Linked DNA regions of Pan troglodytes: region 1 is linked to region 2. The links are chromatin contacts, called in public Hi-C maps. All regions are on one chromosome and are shown on one strand. Each heading gives the region's core, a stretch centred on a gene start, on an enhancer-like site or on the middle of the called end of the contact. The rest is flanking DNA. Distances are from core to core; before and after follow the strand shown. Region 1 holds the start of DUSP23 (dual specificity phosphatase 23). Region 2 holds the start of IGSF9 (immunoglobulin superfamily member 9).

Evidence for each region. A called contact is a pair of places that touch in the nucleus more often than the background predicts.
Region 1: a Hi-C map of stem cell-derived neural progenitor cells shows a contact between it and region 2, with 2.5 times the contacts expected there. The contact joins the promoter of DUSP23 here to the promoter of IGSF9 in region 2. A contact is called at or near these places in 1 of 7 Hi-C or Micro-C datasets (stem cell-derived neural progenitor cells) and 1 of 1 datasets of contacts at active chromatin or transcription factors (stem cell-derived excitatory neurons).

Annotation. Positions count from the first base shown.
Region 1 is chr1:89,420,695-89,427,325 of NHGRI_mPanTro3-v2.0_pri, reverse strand. It overlaps DUSP23 (dual specificity phosphatase 23), which reads left to right and starts at 3,780. Exons shown (of 3, transcript XM_001170819.8): 1 at 3,780-3,867; 2 at 3,973-4,241; 3 at 5,026-5,416. The coding sequence starts at 3,975. The coding sequence ends at 5,211.
Region 2 is chr1:89,254,440-89,260,555 of NHGRI_mPanTro3-v2.0_pri, reverse strand. It overlaps IGSF9 (immunoglobulin superfamily member 9), which reads right to left and starts at 1,963. Exons shown (of 20, transcript XM_016930213.4): 1 at 1,874-1,963.

The sequences.
Region 1 (6,631 bases), core at 2,531-5,030, 160 kb before region 2:
TCTCTGACTCCAATTGCACCCCTAATTGCCACTAGCATCAAGCCAAACAGGGGCCTCAATATGAACAAGAACTAAGTCAAAACATTCTTATCAGCTGGAAAAAGGGAAGCTGCGATGCCCTAAAAAATGTTCTGTTAAGCCTTATTTTTTACTTTTAAGTTCAGGGGTACATGTGAAGAATGTGCAGGTTTGTTACATACGTAAAAGTGTGCCATGGTGGTTTGCTGCACAGATCATCCCATCACCTAGGTTTTAAGCCCAGCATCCATTAGCTATTCTTCCTGATGTTCTCCCTCCCCAAGTCCCCACCCCAGACAGGCCCCAGCATTTGTTGTTCCCCATCCCCATGTGTCCGTGTTCTCATCATTCAGCTCCCACTTATAAGTAAGAATATGCAGTGTTTGGTTTTCTGTTCCTGTGTTAGTTTGCTGAGAATAATGGCTTCCAGTTCCATCCATGTCCCTGCAAGGGAATGATCTCATTGCTTTTTATGGCTGTATCATATTCCGTGGTGTATATGTACCACATTTTCTTTATCACTGATGGACATTTAGGTTGATTCCATGTCTTTGCTATTGCGAATGTGATGCAATAAGCATACGGTGCATGTATCTTTATAAAAGAATGACTTGTATTCCTTTGGGTATATACCCAGTAATGGGATTGCTGGGTCTGCTGAGCTTTTCATTGGACAGTAGACAAAATGGAAAGAAAAATCCCTCTCTTCATAAGACATTTCTGGTAGTTCCAATTCAAGCTTATCTTTCCCCCACTGACTTCTTTTGCACTTGTTTTTACTGCACAATTAGCTTTTTAATATGTATTATCTGATTGTCTTTGATGAGCAATTTAGTACTTTATTATATGTCCTGAGAATAATTACATCGGAGTCTAAATCCCCCGCAAGGATGTTGTAAATTCCTTGAAGTCAGGGAAATTTCTTAAGCTTACTACTCAGCCCACCATTAGTGTCAATAGATTGTTCTCCAGGAACACGGCCCCTCCAAAGCACTCAAATACACAAGCCATCACACACATGCACACTACAAGAGCAGTGCTCTATAAAGAACAAGCTTTATTTGTCCCATTTCACAAAAATAGTAATTAGACATAGCCAAGATCATACTGACACAGCCATTCTTTATTTAAAAGCACAGTCAAGTAAAAAATACACTTCAAAGAGATACTACCCAATACTCAACACAGTCCTCAAACTTGTGCATTTAAAAAGAATTACAAATACACATTGCCACATGGTCCGACAGACTCACATTCACTCCTAGAAATGTACCTTCACGGTCTTGCCAATGCATTCTTCTTATTAATTTCCCATTCATTTGTTTACTTAACATTTTGAGCCCTGTGGCTCAGGCTCCATATTAGATGTGTGGAATTCAAAAACAGAACAACGCATTCTTGCCTCCTCTGCAAACAAGTATCCTCAATCCAATGACATTACTATACTGAGAAGACATATTTATACAAGGTGAGATGGGAGAAAAAAAAAAAGCCTAAATCTTCCTGAGGGTCAGGTAACTCTGTACAGAGGAGAGAATAAAAGAAGGTCAGTATTATGTATGTGGGCAGACAAGAAGGTGGTTAGTTGCAGAAGTCCTGTTAATTGCAGAAGTCTGAGCCAGGAAACCATCAGAGAGGGTTTTTCCTTACAGTTTGAGGCCCCTTGGGCCCAAGACAAAACATCATATGGCACCCTTGACATATGGCACCCTTGACAAAGCTTAAGGCAGGGACCCTGGGCCCTTTCCACTCTGGGTCTGCTGGAAGGGAAGGGCAGAGCTTCCTAAAAAGGGAGCCAACTGGCCTCTCCACACGGAGGCCCTAATGGTTTGATGGATGCACTGCTAGCCCTGCAGAAACCCACAAGAGGGAGAGAATCGTTGGTAGGGGACTCAGGGAAGAGGAAGATCTCGGTCTCCCAAAACAATTTTCTCCTTCTGGAGAATATGGGCTTCGAGTTGTCAAGGAGGCAAAGAAGGAGCACATAGGAGGGTAGGGAGTGAAGTGGAAACTTCCCTGATGAGTAGGGGAAGCAAAGAAAGGAGAACAAGGCAAAGGGACTAAGAAAAGATTAACTTACAAGAACAAATGCTAGAGTCTTGTCTCCAGAGGTAGTGCAACCAGAAATCCTGAAGAGCAGTTGAATTGAGAAGAGAAGTGGGAGGTCAGGGGGTGGGGGGAAGAGGTGACTGGTGGCTGAGAGGCCATGGCTAGGAAAGAGAGAAAGGAATAAACTGGGGAGGGCTGGTAACATTGATAGGAATTTATGTAGGAAATGAGAGTGCAAACAGGAAGGGCTTAATTAGGGCTGTGATTGTCTGGAAGGAGAAAAAGGGGAGATTTGGCAGCTCCTGGAACCTGGGGAAAGTAATTGTCTGGGTAAATGGTAAGTGTATTTCCCACAGGGTCAGAGCAGGCTTTGATCTTTAGGAGAAGACAAATTGCTTTCCATCTTGCTGAAGCCAAAGGCTTAAATGGTCAGACGTGTGTCATAGGTAGGTGCAAAGGGAAGGAAATATAATACATCCTCATGGCCAAGTGCCCTGGGCTTGGATCACTGTGTCCTTGGCCAAGTTAACCAACTTCTTTAAGCTTCCAATGATTCATGTACAAAAAAAGATACAAAAATACCTTTCACATGTGGTTCTTCCAGAAAGCGCTTGGCACAGGGCCTGGTACATAAACAAATTCAATAAGGGTTAACTATTTTCATAATTACAGTTAGTCTGCATCGCTAGAAGCACATTATTCAAATGAGGATATGGACTGGTCAGATGACAGTGGAAACGGTGTTCAGATCTAGGGGCCCCCACCTAGTAAGAACAACACTAATCAACTCTAGCCTGCCCAGGGGACAGTGACCCAGAGAACTAGGAAACCTTGAAAAATGAAGAAATATGAAATACTAATAAAAATTAAGAAAACCCACAAGCGTTTAACCCAGATAATATTTGGGGACATGAGGGGGTTATGTGAAGAGAAAACAATGTTCCATTTAACTTTAGGAAATGGCGATATTATTAAAGATTTTGGAGGCATTAGTCATCATCCTTTGGTCAAGTTTATTAACCTCTCCAGTGCCTCTGTTTTTTCATCCATAAAATGGGATTCATTAGATCACCTATCTTATAAGATTACTGTGACAATTAAATGAGTCAGTATGTGCTAAGTGCTTAGAAGACTATCTAGCACATAATAAATGCTCAATAAGTCCTGAGGAGCAACTGGATTGACAGGAGAAGTTGGTGCTGGTTATTATTATTACTATAATTATTACTCTGGGTAAGTTTTTAATAGTTCCAGCAATGAAAAAATGAGAATAGCCTCCTTGCAGCAGTAATTCCCTCTTACTGGAACAGTTCAAAAAGTCGTTGATAATGACCAGTCAATCATTAGAGAGGAGACTCCTCGTCCTGGGAGAAAGCCGATTTGTCATCTCTTAAACCCCAGGGCATCCAGCGTGAAGGAGGTAGAACTAGGCCGGCCCGCGAGGAGGCAGGGGCAGGCGCCAGTGACGCAATGACTGCAACATGCCGCCAGGGTGCAGCAGAGCCCGACCCCGGGTTGTTCCATCCGCAGCAAACAATTCCTAACTCGCTCCAGGTCTTCCTTCTTAGCTGAGTGGGTTGAACCCCGTGGAAGTAACCCCCCGCCCATTATGATGATCCAGCCAATCACCGCGTGATCTGCTCGGACGGGGCGGGATCGCGGCGCTTCCCTCGGTCGCTCAGAGACTGGGTTACGCGTTCCAGCCCCGCCCCAGGCTCTGGGCCAATCCCCGCGGCTGGGCAGAGCGTCCCCGAGGGCGGCGCCCCGCAGACCACGTGGCCCGGGAGGCGCCGAGGCCAGGTAGGTGGTGAGTTACTTGGCTCGGAGCGGGCGAGGGGACGCGTGGGCGGAGCGGGGCTGGCCAGCCTCGGCCCCCATGACCCGCTGTCCTGTGCCCTTTCCCAGCGATGGGCGTGCAGCCCCCCAACTTCTCCTGGGTGCTTCCGGGCCGGCTGGCGGGGCTGGCGCTGCCGCGGCTCCCCGCCCACTACCAGTTCCTGTTGGACCTGGGCGTGCGGCACCTGGTGTCCCTGACGGAGCGCGGGCCCCCTCACAGCGACAGCTGCCCCGGCCTCACCCTGCACCGCCTGCGCATCCCCGACTTCTGCCCGCCGGCCCCCGACCAGATCGACCGCTTCGTGCAGATCGTGGACGAGGCCAACGCACGGGGAGAGGTCAGCGGGCGGGGTCAGCGCAGGGAGGGAGGGGCCTGGAAGGTCAGCGGGGGACACGGGCGGAGCTGGGGAGACCGGGCCTGGGATAACTTAACTGGGCTCGGGGAGGCAGACAGTAGGGCCGGGAGACTGGGAAGCCAGTGCGGGGGAGGGAAGCGCTAAACGGAAGGAACTAAAGAGAGGGCGAAGCAGTGCGAACTGGGCTTGAGGAGAGGCAGTGAAAACCAGCTAATACTGTGAGTTGTGAAGGAGAAGGGTGTGGACAGACACCTGGGAGAGGTGGGGGTTGAAGTCAGGTGGAGGCTGTTTACCATTTTCTAGAGTAAAGCTGTCCAAATATAATGGAACCTAAGTGGCTCCATGTAATGTTAATTTTTCTAGCAACGGCATTCTTAAAAAGCAGGGAAGCAGATAAAATTAACTTTGGTGATCTTAATGAGATATTTTCATTCTTTTTTCTACTACCTCTTCATACCCTGTTGCGTTTTTCACACTACATCTCAATTTGGACTAGCCACGTTTCAAGTACACAGCCACAGTAGCCGTGGCTACTGTCTTCTGTATTGAACACCACAGGTGGAGGGCTGTGTAGAGGTGGACAGCTCTTGAACCAGCCAGTGCAGAGGCCTCCTAGCCACCTAGTGCAGGAACAGCCCTCCCTGACTTTGCTGCAGAGCCCTGGACCTGGCACAGAAGAAGGAGCTATGGGGAGAACCAAGTGAGGGGCAGGAAACAGTTGTGGGTGGGGGAGTTGAGTGGCACCCATCGAGCCCCCTCTTCATAGGCTGTGGGAGTGCACTGTGCTCTGGGCTTTGGCCGCACTGGCACCATGCTGGCCTGTTACCTGGTGAAGGAGCGGGGCTTGGCTGCAGGAGATGCCATTGCTGAAATCCGACGACTACGACCCGGCTCCATCGAGACCTATGAGCAGGAGAAAGCAGTCTTCCAGTTCTACCAGCGAACGAAATAAGGGGCCTTAGTACCCTTCTACCAGGCCCTCACTCCCCTTCCCCATGTTGTCGATGGGGCCAGAGATGAAGGGAAGTGGACTTAAGTATTAAACCGTCTAGCTCCCATTGGCTGAAGACACTGAAGTAGCCCACCCCTGCAGGCAGGTCCTGATTGAAGGGGAGGCTTGTACTGCTTTGTTGAATAAATGAGTTTTACGAACCAGGGCACGTTGCATGGTACTTTATAAAGCATTCCCACACATTAACTTACTTCAGCCTCACTGTAGCCCTGTGATACAGGAAAGACAGATGGGCCATCTCTGTTCTTTGGATGAGGTGGGCAAAGCTCAGAGAGGCCCATCTTCAACACTTCTAGAAAGTGGAAAGATGGGCCAGAACAGCAACACACATCTTCAACTCCTTGAAGATGCTGAAATGCTATGTATCTGTTCCCTGACAATATTTGATGTGTTTTCTGGGGGAGCTAGTCAATGAAAAGGATTCAGGTCCAGAATAGCCTGGCCTCCTGGCATTCCCAGGTCTCTGATGCTCACAGGCCAGGAGGCCCCTCCGTGTAGGCCCACCTGCTGCACACATGTCACCCTTGTTTATCTGGGGGTAGAGACAGCCTGGATGTCACACTCACAGATAACCACCATCTCCACCTCCACAGGGCTGGTCACCTCTTACCAACCTCAGGTGCTGCTCAGCTCATCTGGGCTCTCTGGCTCATTCTGCTGCCCCACAACCTCAGGCCGAAGGACGTGAGAACAGAGCCAATCTAGGCAGTTACGCAGAGCAGATATTTAACAATTAAATGAAGAGTTCCAGGGCTCTAAATCTTGGCCATGTTTCTCAGATGTTATCTCCAGTTATCCCCTATTGGACCCCATTCTGCCCCCTTGTTGGGCCCCGTTTTGCCAGCACCACTACACTTTTGACTTATGAGAAATGGGAAGAATGGCATATATCCGCCCAATGGACTCTTTACTGTAGGTCTGCCTGTGGTCTTTTCTGCAATAGCAGGCTGAATAAGATAGAAATTCACCATAAAATGTGTGAGTTCCTGTACGTACCTGTATGAGTTCTGTTAGATCTGGAGGCCGCACAGTGGAATGAGACATAATTCCTGCTCTCAGGAGCTCAGCCTGCTGGAGAAGATGGGCACAGATAGAGTCCACCACAGACAATGGATGCTATTGTAGACATGCCTCCCAGTTCCAGTGGAGACATAGAAGAGTGGGGAGTCAAGGGTTCCCCTGTAGATCTCATCTTTTGTATCGTAGACCAGAGACAGGCCTAGCCAACTGGTCCTCCTTTCTGCTGCTTTCCCCCTTCCACCACTAACCACCCAGTTCATCCCTGTCCAACTCAACCTTAAACAAGAGATATCAGCTGAAGTCTTGCCAATCTAAGGCCATAAGATGCCCTCTCCCCAGT
Region 2 (6,116 bases), core at 714-3,213:
AGAGAAAGGAGGGAGGAGTGTAGTTAAGTGAGGGGTAGGGGGAAGGGGGGGATCTTGAAGCCCTGGGGAGTAAGAGCAGGGGTAGGAGTACTGGGAGAATGGTGAGTGCTGAATGCAGATACTAGAAAGGTGAGGAAATGGGGGAGGCTGGGAGAGTTGGGAAGGTCTTAGGAAATGTGGAAGGATTCTGGGGACGCCTGCATTCTGAGGGTCTTGAAAAACTAAGCCAGAAGAGAACTGGGGTTCCTTATATGCTTGGAAAAATATTTTTGAAGGAAGTATGGTAGATCAAGACTCTCATGGCCTAGCCTGCTCTCGCTTCTTTCCTTATTCTTGATGCTCACAAGGTATAGCAGCAAGATGGAACCAGTGCTGTCGCCTTCACCCCTCTGTGACAAATAAGGGCCCTGAGGATATCTGCTCAGGGGCAGAGAGCCAGTCAAGGGCAAATCCAGGGCCCTTAAGCCTCAGAAAGTGGTCCCCAGGACACCCCGATACAATCCCTTGTCCCATTTCCCCAGCCTGTATGAAAAACTCTGGAAGCTGAGGACCCGAGGCCTTTCTCCATTCAGTCTCCCTACACTGCTTTGGCAGTGAGTGAGTCAGGCACTTGGGAGAGAAGGAGCTGCCTCCCCCACCTGCCAGTATGGGGGATCCAGGCAGCATCCTCCAGGTCTGGACAGGTCCCGGGGCTGGCAGCTGGCGCCACTTCCTCACGATACTGCCAAGCAGCCCTCCCCCTGCCAGGCACCACCACCCAAGGACCTCACCCAAATCCCTCCCACTCACTCCCCTCCAATATCTTCGGGGTGCCAGGGTTTGTCAAGCTCTTTCTTCCCCAACCCCAGAGGCATGGTCCAAAAATAGCCTGTGAGTCCCTGAAGTGTACAAAATTAACCCTGGGGCATGGAGGGTAGGAGCTTCTGACAGCCCCACAGATCCTAGGGCAGTCTCAGAGAGCCAGAGGGTCCATGCCAGGGCCTGGCACTGCCAAGTGGACTCTGCTCTGAGTCCTCCAACCCACTCTTGGCCGCAAAGTTCAGGACAGACTATAAAACATCCTCCACAGAGTCTGATCCTTGCCTCTACTTAATGATCCTGTATGTCTAACTTCTGGCAATTCACTAGCAACCAAGCCCCCTGCTTCCCACTGCCTCCAGGCAGCTCTCCCACACTTCCCTGAAAAACCTTTTTCCAAGTATATAGGAACCCCCTAGTTCTCTCCTGGTTGTTTTCCGAGACTCTGAGTAACTAGGCATCCCTAGAATTCCTTCCAGTCTCCTAATATCTTTCCAACTCCCCCGGCCTCCACTATTTCCTCACCCTTCTAGTCTCCCCACACACCACTCCCTCATCCTCCCATTACTCCCTTCCCAGTTATCGCTACTACGCACAGTCCCCCCACAATTCCAGCTTCTCGCACCTGATCTCCAATTGCAGCAGGTCTCCTGCACTATAAAGAACTCCCTTCTGGTCTCCCCACCCCCCAACCACTTCTCCCCATCCTCTCCTCCCGAGAATTCCCCTCCCTGGGATTCTCCTGCATCAGCCCACAATACAATTCTGATACCCCACCCCCAACAATTCCTTTCTCCCTCGCATTCTCTGGTCCCCTGGAACTCCTCCTTTCTCTTAGAACCCACCAAGAACTCCCCCACATTGCCTCCAGAACTCCTGCAGTTCTCCGGGAACTCCCACCCACCCGCCAAGAATTCCACTTAACTCCCCAGAACTCCCCTAGTTCTACTCCCCCAACGAATTCCACTTCTCTCTAGAACTCCCCGCTTTCTCCTGTCCCCTATAACTCCGCACTACTCTCCATGCCCCCGCCAGCACCCCCACTTCTATACCTCCAGTACGCCCCCTCCCTCACCTGCTCCGCACCGCTCGGCTCCACTCTCGCCGCTACACAATAGGGGGCGGACCCGCCTCCCCGCCTCGGATGCCCCGAGCGCCTCCCGTCGCCCTGGAGACCGCCAATCCCCCTCCCGCGGCGGCCAATTGGAGCCGCCAGAGGCACGGCGAGGCGGGCGGGACCCCTGAGCGGCCTGGGAGTTGTAGTTTCAGGAGGGAAGAGCTCGGCTGCACGTGGGCTCAGGTCGCCCCCTCGTGGACCTCTGCACAGCCAAGCGTGGAAAGGCCGGTGGGCCGCTTCCCGCCGCCAGCAAGAGGGGCAGCAGGGTCCGGCTCGCGCTCCAGGGCTGCGGGAGCTGGCCCCTTGCCAGGCTACTGGTTTGCCGTCCTTCTTTCGGAACCTACGGGCGACCCTCTCCGCTCCCCGAACGGGCGCGCCACAGAGGCGGGAGCGAGGGTTGAAATCTGAGCCTGGGGGTAGGAGAACCAGGCGGGGAGCATGACTCCCCGCCCTCCTCCCAGGGGATCCACCCAGGTCCCGGGCTCATCCGATCTCCTCCCCCATCCCCATTTCTACCTCCACCCATTGCTTCTCTAGCAGGACTGGAAATACCTGTCTGCATTGGCGAGCTCCCAAATCTTGCCCAGGCGCCTCCCACCGTGTGCAGCTGAGGAAGGCTGTGCTCTGAGCGTGGGGTTGCCAAGTCAGCTCCCAAGGCAGCTCTGGCACCAACGACCCAGAGAAACAGGCCCAGAGGGGAGAAACGACAGATATCCTGACACGGGAGATTGAAAGGGAGGAATGAAATACAAGATCACTTACTGGACCCATGCAGGGTGCCAGACCCTGGACTAGATGCTTTATAACTCTTGTGTAACCTTCACAGAAACCCTGCGAAGTAAGTAGAGCTCCCTTTGACTAATGAGAAAACTGAGGCTCAGGGAGATGAGGTAACTTGGCCCAAGCTTTCCCAACTAGGTTATGGCAGAGCTGGATTGAGACCCAACCCAAACTTCATCAAACCCACTCCCTTGGAGACTTCGCCCTCAGACACAAAGATATCTTGCATATCTTGCCCCTCAGAGATTCCACCTCCTCAGCCTGGTGATGCTGTAGGGATGCAGGGTCGGCTTAAGCAACATTGCCTGTCCAGGTCCTTCCCATTCAGTTGGCTCCCTTGGAAGCCTTCCATGAAAGCAACATGCTGATCTCATCCCAATCCGAAGTACTAAGACTCAAACTGAGTGCACCAGGCATCAGACTCACAGAATCACTGCTGCAGCATCATGAGAGACCCTCCGGGATGGGCCTAAGCACTGCTTGGCCCCAGAATCCCCAGCACATCATTTCTCCATGTAGTCATCCAAGCCCCCATCTCATTACATCCTGGGCCAGGAAGCTCAGCACTACTGTTGTACCCATTCCATCCTTAGTAAGCTCTGCCTGCTGGACAGTTCTTCCAGGTGTAAAGGTTTTAGTGCTTTTGTGTGACTGAGATGGAAGAGAAGAGGCAGGAGCAGTGGGCCAGTCTCTCCCACCATCCCTCCTGCAAATAGTCCCAAAGTAGCAGCTTTTCAACAATGCATTTCAACATAATACCCTGATGTATTGATAAGACTATAATGGAAACATGTTAATGAATGCAGCATGGAAGCAAGGCTAGAAGAAATGGTAAAAGAGTGAAGCGGGGTTTTTTGTTTGTTTGTTTTTTTGTTTTGACAGAGTCTCACTCTATCGCCCAGGCTGGAGTGCAGTGGTGCAATCTCGGCTCACTGCAACCTCCACCTCCCGGGTTCAAGCGATTCTCCTGCTTCAGCCTCCCAAGCAGCTGTGATTACAGGCGGCCACCACCATGCCTGGCTAATTTTTGTATTTTTAGTAGAGATGGGGTTTCACCATCTTGACCAGGCTGGTCTTGAACTCCTGACCTCATGATCCACCCACCTCGGCCTCCCAAAATGCTGGGATTACAGGTGTGAGCCACTGCCCCTGGCCAAGCCAAGTGTTTTTTAGTCTTTGGATCTTTACCAATCATTGGGAAGGATCTCCCTCCCTGCTGTTAGAAGTGGCCACACCTTTGATCTAAACTGCTGTCTCCAGTGGTTTCTTGAGGATAAACTAATCTCACTTAGACATTAAAATAACTTTCTGTTAAATGACATTTAAAATGGTTTTCAATTTTTAAAAGTTTATGATATGGCCTTTTTTTTCTGGAAACTTATTTTGTGAGTTTTATTGTTATTGCCATTTTTTGTCTGATTTATATGTATATTGGAGATTTTTTGTTAAGAAAAGGAACCTAGCCCTATAACTTGTTCCCTCACTGTGCCGGGAGTGAAAGCTGATTTAAAAAATAGTCCCTGAGGTTCAAAACAAAAGACTTTCCTCTAGGTTGTCCTTGATTCATAGTCATTACTCTCTGGGAAAGCTTATTCAACCAACGAGGTTTCCACCTAACCTAAGTATCAGGCAGCCCCCATATTTTCAAATTGCTGACAAGGATATCAGAAAATATTCTCTCTCTCCCCCTCCTCCTCCTCCTCCTCCTCTTCCTCCTTCTTCTCCTTCTCCTGCTTTCTTCTTTCTTCTTTCCTCTTTCCTCCTCCTCCTCCTCCTTCTCCTCCTCCTCCTCTGCTGCTGCTTTTCCTCCTCCTCCTCCTCCTCCTTCTCCTTCTTCTTCTTCTTCTTTTCTCTCTCTGTCTCTCTCTCTGTCTCTCAGAGCTGGGGTATTCTCCTCCTCTTGCCTTTGAACATCAAAACTCCAGGCTCTCCAGACTTGGGACTGTGAGTTATACCATTGGCCTCCCTGGTTGGGAGGCTTTTGGAGTTAGACTGAGCCACACTTTTGCCATCCCAGGGCCTTCTTTGTGCATGTTGTAGGACTTGGCCTCCACCATCATGTAAGCCAATTCCCCTAATAAATCCCATCTCATATTTCTATATCTGTATCTATCTATCTTATTGGTTCTGTCTTCCTGGTGTATACCTAATATTTCAGCAGGCCTTGGGAAGAAAGGACCTGAGCTGCTCCATAGCCCTGCACAAAGAAGATGGTGTGACCTCAAAGATGTCTGCTTGGCACCGTTAAGCACAGGTGTTCCTAATCAGCAAAGTTTCTCATTGTCTGTAGATAAGCAGAGAATTACTTGATATCAAATGAACCCTGAAAGGTGGAACACATGGACTTTCAGTAGTGACCACATTTGATGTGTTAACATTGCTTGTACCAATTAAGCACCACATAACTATCCCATATTCTAGAATAGAAAGGGTGGCTTTAATAATCAATAATATGGATGTTGTTAATCAGGCATATATTAAATTATATCTGAGTTAAAAAAGAAAAGAAAAGATTGTCATCCAGGGACTCTGTTGACCACATGCCTGTAAGCAGCAGTCTTATTACCAGATCAGTAAAGAAGTGTGGTTTCTCATATATTGTCATTTAACTTTTTGTGTGCCTATCTTCTATCCCAATGAAACACTTAGCCCCACAAGGGTGTGGATATTGTCCTGTTTGTCTTTGAATTCCCGCTTCAGAAAGGCCCTGCTTACTTTTCCAGCCTGGTTTCTCACTTATCCCTTTATCGCAGTGTGCATGACTTTGCAGGCCTTAGAACTACTGTGCTCTTTCACGTACCAGTGTCTTAGCACTTAGCTTCTGTCTCGATAGAATGCCCTTTTCTCCTTTCCAGACTCACTGCTGACCACAAGTCAAATTTCTGTTGATCTGTTCCCTTCAGGACACATTCTGTGACTTTTCCCACCACGCCCTCACCTTCACCCCAGCCCTTTTCCCACCTTGTTATTGTATCTTTACACACTCCACAAAACATTCCTTGAAGGCAGAGGTGTCTCTTCTGCCTCCCCAGTGCTTGCCAAGTTCCTGGCGCATTGCAGAGGTAGAGGCTTGTGCCTCTCTGAGTTTATATTCAACTTTCTTTAAGATCTCATCCTTCCTCTTCCAGAAGCTTGGCCTCTTTTGAGGCCTCAACCCTTCTCTGCTCAGAGATCGGCTGTAAGAAGAAGGAACTTTGCCAACTTCCAGGGAAATCCCTGGGCCTATCATACATTCATTCCTTTGTTTATTCATCCTTTTGTTTACTTTCTATGAATTCAATCCTGCAATAACATGAGAAATGAGCTGCCTCTTTATGTGCAAGATGGACTCAAGGTGGCCTTTCCAGTCAGTCCCCATCCCTGCAGTGGTGCCTCCTAGGAAAGATATAAAAGGAATGGAAGGGATTGGGGGCTGCTGGCC